2 separate regions of the Mus musculus genome follow, and region 1 is linked to region 2. The links are chromatin contacts, called in public HiChIP or PLAC-seq maps. All regions are on one chromosome and are shown on one strand. Each heading gives the region's core, a stretch centred on a gene start, on an enhancer-like site or on the middle of the called end of the contact. The rest is flanking DNA. Distances are from core to core; before and after follow the strand shown. Region 1 holds the start of Mpped2 (metallophosphoesterase domain containing 2). Region 2 overlaps Dcdc5 (doublecortin domain containing 5).

The links. HiChIP or PLAC-seq counts read pairs in DNA pulled down with a chosen protein or histone mark.
Region 1: an H3K4me3 HiChIP or PLAC-seq map of embryonic limb bud shows a contact between it and region 2, with 4 times the contacts expected there. The contact joins the promoter of Mpped2 here to the enhancer-like site in region 2. A contact is called at or near these places in 6 of 39 promoter capture datasets (cranial neural crest, embryonic stem cells, frontonasal cranial neural crest and 3 more), 22 of 484 Hi-C or Micro-C datasets (cerebellar granule neurons, cerebellum, cerebral cortex and 12 more) and 13 of 115 datasets of contacts at active chromatin or transcription factors (astrocytes, craniofacial prominence, embryonic basal ganglia and 8 more).

Annotation. Positions count from the first base shown.
Region 1 is chr2:106,691,136-106,695,049 of GRCm38.p6, reverse strand. It overlaps Mpped2 (metallophosphoesterase domain containing 2), which reads right to left and starts at 1,869. Exons shown (of 7, transcript NM_001143683.2): 1 at 1,229-1,869.
Region 2 is chr2:106,353,978-106,357,478 of GRCm38.p6, reverse strand. It overlaps Dcdc5 (doublecortin domain containing 5), which reads right to left. Exons shown (of 24, transcript NM_177844.2): 12 at 291-449. Among named protein-coding and RNA genes, the nearest start is that of Gm36036, 54 kb to the left of the region's middle. Within about 2 kb of position 1,413, at least 17 of the 459 cell types and tissues checked have an H3K27ac peak or open chromatin away from gene starts, as enhancers often do. A contact at or near this core is called in embryonic limb bud, where this site is marked.

The DNA of each region.
Region 1 (3,914 bases), core at 620-3,119, 340 kb before region 2:
TCCTCCCGGGAACAGTTGGGAAGGGAAGAGATCCAGCCAGCCATCGGGCTGGAGGAGAATGTGGAGGCCACCGCCTTGCCCCCTCTTTGGAAGTCTTTCCCTTCCAGTTAAAGTTGTGTGTTTTTCCCAGCCTGACCTGTTAGTGTCTTTACCATCACAAATCAATTACACATTTTTCATGACCCGCATTCACTCTTAATTCCGGGTGTGTTGTGGGGTGCGCTATAAATCAACCCCACTGCTTATCTTTCCGTGCTCTTTTCTTGCTGGGGGATTTCAATGCCCTCTCGAACCTCTAGGTTAAAAAAAAAAAAATGCTCCCTTCACCTCCTAGGCCGCAAAAGCCCGAAATTCAAAAGATTTTAAAAGAGAATCTTGCCACATGTAAATGTAAATAGGGTTGGGGGGTAAAGGGGGAGATCCACACAACTACTGCTTAGGTAGAAAAGAAACTGGGCGGCTACGGTTACTTTTCCACGCTGCCGTACCCCGCCTCCCAGCCCTCTCGCTCGGCAGGCAGCAATCGCCGAGACCGGAGAGTAAGGTCCGGGCGCGGGGGCTGGCGGAGAGCTCCGCGCTGGAGCGCTGCGCGCGCGGGCGGCCGGAGCACAAAGCTGCACCGAGCCGTCCGGCCACTGCACCTGGCCCCGGGCCGCCGCGGGCGCACAGGGCTCGGGCCAACACAATGCACCCGGGCCTAGGCCGGGGCAGCTGCGGCGCACGACCCTGGGACTTTCTAGTAAACAGATCTCGGACTCCCGGGCCCCACCCCCATCCCTTGCCCCGGGGCTTTGCCGCAGGCTTTCGCGGACAACCCCCTCCCCCTGCCGCCACCACCTTCCTGAGAAACCCGGCGGAGGAGGGGGCAGGGAGGTGGGGACCCCGAGAGGTCCGTGGCCGAGGGCTGGGGGGAAGGGAGAACAGGGGGCGAGATGGGGAGTGGGAAGAAGGACAGCTACGTAAAGAAATTCGCTCTCGCTTGTTGGGGGCTTCGGGGGAGACAAATCTGCTCTCCCCGGGTCCTCGAGTGTTCAGTCGGCCAACCTCAGGGTCGGCGGGGCCGCCGCGCTCCGCAGCCCCCGCGCCCTCGCACGCGCCTCTGACAAGGCACCTCTCACCCGGGCTCCGCTTTGTGTGTGCATTTTTTTTTCCCCTTCCTCTCGCGCCCGGCACCGGCCGCCTCCTCCCCCCTCCCCCGCCCTCCGCCTCCCTTCCCCGGGCGGATTACCTTTCCCGGGCTGCGCTCCGGGTCCCCGGGATGCCTTCAGCGCCCGGTGTGCGGGCGAGCCATCGCCAAGCAACCCGAGCCGGCTTGGAGCAGCGCTGGGGGCGGCAGGGGCGAGGGGCGCGGGCGGGCCAGAACCTTCGACCCCGGAGGTCCCCGCCGCCGATCCAGGGCCTGGGAGGGCAGCACAGGGGCGCGGTGCGAGCGGGACGCGGGGTCGCTGCGTGGGGAGGTGGAGAGGACCGGAGCAGCCTCGATCTGGGAAGAGAAGGAGCGAGGGGGCGAGGAGAGGCAGCGAGGGCGCGGCGAGCGAAGGGAGCGCGAGCGGTGCAGTGACAGGGACTGCCACTGGGGTCAAAGGAGCACAGCTCCAGGAAGCAGGGCCGCCCAGGCGCCGCTTGCTGTGAGCTCCCCGCTGGGACCCCGCGCCCTGCACGCCCCTGCCGTAGTTCCGGCCCACTCGAACCCCCCACCCACGCCCCGAGGCCGCGGGGTTTCCAGGAGAGGAGGGAGAGCGGAGGGCGAGGCCCGCAGGCTGCTGGTGCTCCCTGGGTCAAGCAGGCGGCAGGAAGCTGAGCTGCAAGTTCACCATCGTGTGTGATCAGCGTTAAAATGATAGGGGTCGGGGAGATGGGGGCGGGCCACTGAGCGCCAGGAAAATAAGGGAGCCCCCCAGATGGTCGTCTTCTGCAAAGAGAACACCAAGCCCCCGCCCCCCACTCATGAACCTGCCAGGCTCTGTCAGAGGTCCTGGCACAGCTCCAAAGCGCAGAACTCGCTGCAGGGGCAGGAGGAGCGACTGGGGCACTAAGATCTCACAAGAGGGGCGACCCCAGGGTCCCTCCACACTGCTGAACTGAGACTTTCCTATGGGGTATCAAGGCTTCCCTCTCCTAAACCCTCTCATAGAGCCAGAGGCACACACACCCCACTTTGGCTCTGTAATGTTGTTCCTGAGAAAGAAAAGGCCAACCCAGCTGGTGTTTTTTCACCTTCAAGAATTAAGACAGGTTCAGGATAAGAAGGTGAAGTCAGGCAAAGGCTTTAATTGTTTCCGCACCCACACCCCCGCGCCCCTTTGAATCACATTCTCCCTTTCCCAAAGACACGCTCTTCAAATAAATAAATAAATAAATAAATCGAAGTTACTCCAATTTTCTCTGCTACTTTGGAAACCTGGCGGGGAAGGGGAGCGGAACACTAGGATTTGTATGCAAAAGGAGGGCGGGGTAAGGATAGGAAAAGCCGCTGAAATGGTGGGACAGACGGCTTTTTAGAAAACTTGGTTGGCACGGCTGTCTGAAAGATGAGGTGGCCCTGTGATGTTATGCCACTGTCAGAGCCGAAGGATTTGGACGGCGACCAGATCTAATTCCTTTCTAGGAGTCAGATTCAAAAAAAAAAAAAAAAAAAAAAAAAAAAAAAGAAGAAGAAGAAGAAAGAAGAAAAGAAAAGAAAATCTGCATTCTCCGAAGGGAACACCAATGTATGTGCACGAGAGTGAAACCTGTGCTTTGTATACTACATGACAACTGACTAGACGTCCTGGCTGAAATTATATCCCCTAAAATTAAAAAGGAGCCGTTTCAACCTGGCCTGTAGCCTCTGTGCTGAGACTAATTGGTTTCCAAGGTCTGGAAAGGAAGGGAGAGAGGCAGAAGGAGCCCCTTATTTAAAGAAAAAAAAAAAAAAGATCAAACGGAATTCGCTTGAAAATATTTCCCTTTTACAATGGACTTTCCTGACACTTGAATTTTAAGTAGTCCATCTCTTCTGCTCAGGATGCAGAAATGAAGGGGAAATGGGCTTACTGATGTACTTTCATTGTATAGTGTGCCCAGAGTGTCAGTGCTTGCCTGATGGGCTGAGGGGAAAGGACAGTGCCTTCTCTGGCCAAGCACAAATCACAGCAAGTGACACTGACATTAAAGGATGCCAAAGATGAGGTGAAGGGGCAGTTTCATATTTTGCTGTCTTTTGGTTTTCAGCCCAACCATGAACACTGACTAGAAACTTGTTCTTTTAAGTTATTAGATTTTGTCTCCCAGAAGAGTTAGCAATACACTCCTCTTTTGTAAACAGTTTGAATTTTAAGACTAATTAGACTGATTTGATCAGTCTAATATCACTGTGCACTAACCCCCCCCCCCCACACACACACACACTGAATCGTTACTTGAAACAGTCATACTAATTTAATATGGTTTGAGATCTAAATATGGGCACACTGACTATAAATAACAATGTGCTCTGTTTTACAGGCACATTTTAAAGGATATTTAATGTGATTAAAAATCAAGTGTGTGGTTCTTTACAAAGTTGGTGGGAATTTGTATCATTTTTTGAGTAGGAGAAACTGAGGAAAATAATATTTAAAACAAAATTTCAATATAAGAAGAAAACCAAACTTACTGGGTCCCTGCTTATAAATAATTAATTATCCAGCAATGACCAACTTGTACCTGGGTTGATAAGTTTTATTTCCATTAGGCTGTTAAAGCCAAACTTGTTCAAACAAAACCAAAAAAAAACTGGAGAAATGTAAATGAATTTAAGCAGTAAGTCAGGAACAAGAGGAAGTCACTTTTCAAATAATTTTCAGTAAGTGGATTTGAACTCCCAAATTGAGATATTATCCACAAGTAGAGGTACATACTCTAAAAGCTTACTTTCAAAATGATCGGATGCA
Region 2 (3,501 bases), core at 164-2,663:
TTGAATTCTGTTCCAAGTTCTCAGGACTCACAGGTGGATGAAACTACTGTTTGGTAGAAAGAGTGTATCACATCACATACCAAGACCCTGCTCAGGATGAGCTGAAGGGTAAAGAGCCTCCCCTTCCCTCTAGTCCCAGATGCTTTGATCAGTATCACAAGACAAAAATGTACATGCTGGCACACACAGTAGCAAATCAAAGTAAAAATGTTAAGGAATGTACTTGTACCAGCATGAGGGAGTCCAAGGCCAGACAGACTCCACCAACAGAAATCCCTTGCACATTTTACCTGTGTTTCTTTGGGGGCTGCACATTTTCAAAGAGCTCTTTCTCTGCTTTCTTTGGAAGACTGCCATCAGCAGCAAGGTTGTACGAAGGGTCCTGCCAAGCATACTTGAGCGTCCTGCGACAGGCTTCCATGCGGAGGTGGGCTCTTGCATGAGAATCTCTGTTAAGATGCGGGAGCAAGGTCAAGGCTAAGAATGCTGATGTGTGTTCACGGGGTCTCCATGTGCAGCCTGACCACAGCCTACAGGATACTGGTGCTTCTGTAAATCACATTTTCACAGGGGTGTCTAGATTTGGAAAGCCATTCCTCACTAGTACACAATTTAGATCTTTTAGTAGAGGCCTACAAATAAAATTCCTCAATCATATAATAAACAACATGCATTTTTGCTATTTTGGTTTTGAAAAGCGGATCCATATATTATATTGAAAAGTTATATTAAGACCATTAAACAATTTCAACAATTCATAATGAACATGAAATGACACTCCTAATACCAGGGTAAAGTAGGTCATAGTTCTGCCAGAAGCAGTATAGTCCAGATGACTGAGTGGCATGTGTTATAGATGTTAAAAAATCTTATTCTCAGCAGAGGAATCTAAAGTGACTTAAAGCACAGCTGCACACGTGCTTTTTAATTGAGAAAATTACATGGAAACTCTAGAATATAATAGTGATAGTTTAGATGCTTAAGACACAGATGGGTGAGGTAGCGCACACTGTTCAGACCCACGGATTCTAAGCTCCAGGTTGCTGTTAGAAAAGCCTTGCTTTGAGTGGGACTTGGAAGCAGCATTATAAAGACTGTTTTGCCAAGGGTGGGATAAACACACAGGCAAAGCAGCAAGTGTACCTCAGGCCCAGCAAGCTACTGGGTAAATAGTGTTCCTTCTCTGGGGAATACTGTAGGCACTTGAGTGGTGGTGATAATTTGATGTAACTGCGAGCATTATGAAATGAGCAGAGTCTTCCAGGGCAACTCTGCTGCTAACACATGTGGCTGTGCACTTATCAGGGGCCAGGGCCAGCGCTGCTTATGGATATAAGATTGGAGTGTAGCCAAGGCCTCCTGAGCACAGGCAGCTTCCCACGCCACCTATTCCCAGTGGTTGAAAATACACCAGTGCCATCTTGTGTTGGAAATAGAAAGCACAGCCCTGTCACCCTCACCCTACTTGCAATTAATTCACCAGCCTTTGATATTCCTGGTAAGTCAAATGTAGTCAAGTCAGTTTTTAAGGAGCCTTTAAAAAATTATCTTGTTTAAATAATTAACTAACCAAATTGCTAATTTATCAGCTGCATCTCCATTAGTTACACATTCCTTTAATCAATATTTATCTAGCTTCTACTGTATGCGAGGTATAGAATTCTTTGTGTGGGGTACAGCAATAAACAGGACAATGATGCTCACATTGTGTTGGTAAGAAGAAAGATAATAGACAAGGACATGAGTGGCCACAGCTAGTGCTCCCCCACCCCCATGGAAGAACACAGCATACGGCAGGGAGAGTCACTGCCATGGGATCTGCTGTATTCTGAGACCTCTCAGAAGCTACACTAAAACAGAGGCCTGGGAAGAAATCCCCTAGACGAGGCAGAACACTCTAGTCAGAACCAAAGGCAAACAAGCAAAGGAGCAAATGGAGAATTCACCTGACTCACTGGAGGGAGAGTAAGATGCTGATGTGACAGGGTGAGTGGTTAGGGAGGAAGGGCCACACAGGGCTCAGAAGTCACAAAGGGACAATCTCTGCAATGTTGAGAAAATGAGAAGGCCATTCCCAAAGTCTGTGCTCTGAGTTTGCCTCCCATCAGCAGGGATGGGACCAGTGCCCAGGCTCACCCAGATCCTAACAGGCTTTGCCACCCATCTCCCCACAGAGCCCAGTGATGAAAACGGCTCATCCTTTAGCCCTGAAATCATACATACAAGTAGCATATGGATCAAGCAAGTTATACTTAGGGACATCCATGTACATACATATGCTCTTGTGATAGTGAAAACAGAAAGAGGCCCTGGGTTTGAAGGAGAGTAAGGAGGGACATTTGGGAGAGCCTGAATGAAGGAAAGGGAAGGGGGTAATGACGTAATTAAATTATAATCTCATTAGAAAAGAAAGAAGGATCTCTTGTGGATTTATGTCCTCAGAGTGTGCTCCACGGATGTCCTTCCTTAAGTCACCTCAAGCCGCCCTTGCTAGGTCCTCTATATATACAGACTGAAGGACTCCAGAGAAACTGCACGGTGACTTCTAACATAGAGTTTTCCCAGCAAAGACACACTACCAGCCGAGAAGGAAGAACATAAGAGAGGACATGGGACATGGAACATAAGTGAAGGACATGGGACATGGAAGCCAAGGAGGTGGGAACAAGGTGGTTAGACTAGAGCAGAAGAGCATTAAAAGGGCAATAAGGGAGGGGCAAACAAGAGTAACAGATGAAAGTATGGAAAGTCTGGAGCCAAACCCATGACTTTTCATGAAAACAAAAAATAAATTGAAAAAAAAAGCATTTAAATGACTAAAGAAGGCGATCTGCTCAGACATGGTTCAAGGAACTAGTGAAAATGGTGTCCAGAAGACAACTGGGTCCCCTCCCCTGTGAGTCAGGACTCAGGCCTGTTGGCGAGTTCAGCATGGAAGCATGCACAAGGGACAGAGATTTTCTTTCTTTTTTTTTTCTTTCCATTTTTTATTAGGTATTTAGCTCATTTACATTTCCAATGCTATACCAAAAGTCCCCCATACCCACCCACCCCCACTCCCCTACCCGCCCACTCCCCTTTTTTGGCCCTGGCGTTCCCCTGTTCTGGGGCATATAAAGTTTGTGTGTCCAATGGGCCTCTCTTTCCAGTGATGGCCGACTAGGCCATCCTTTGATACATATGCAGCTAGAGTCAAGAGCTCCGGGGTACTGGTTAGTTCATAATGTTGATCCACCTATAGGGCTGCAGATCCCTTTAGCTCCTTGGGTACTTTCTCTAGCTCCTCCATTGGGAGCCCTGTGATCCATCCATTAGCTGACTGTGGGCATCCACTTCTGTGTTTGCTAGGCCCCGGCATAGTCTCACAAGAGACAGCTACATCTGGGTCGTTTTGATAAAATCTTGCTAGTGTATGCAATGGTGTCAGCGTTTGGATGCTGATTATGGGGTGGATCCCTGGATATGGCAGTCTCTACATGGTCCATCCTTTCATCTCAGCTC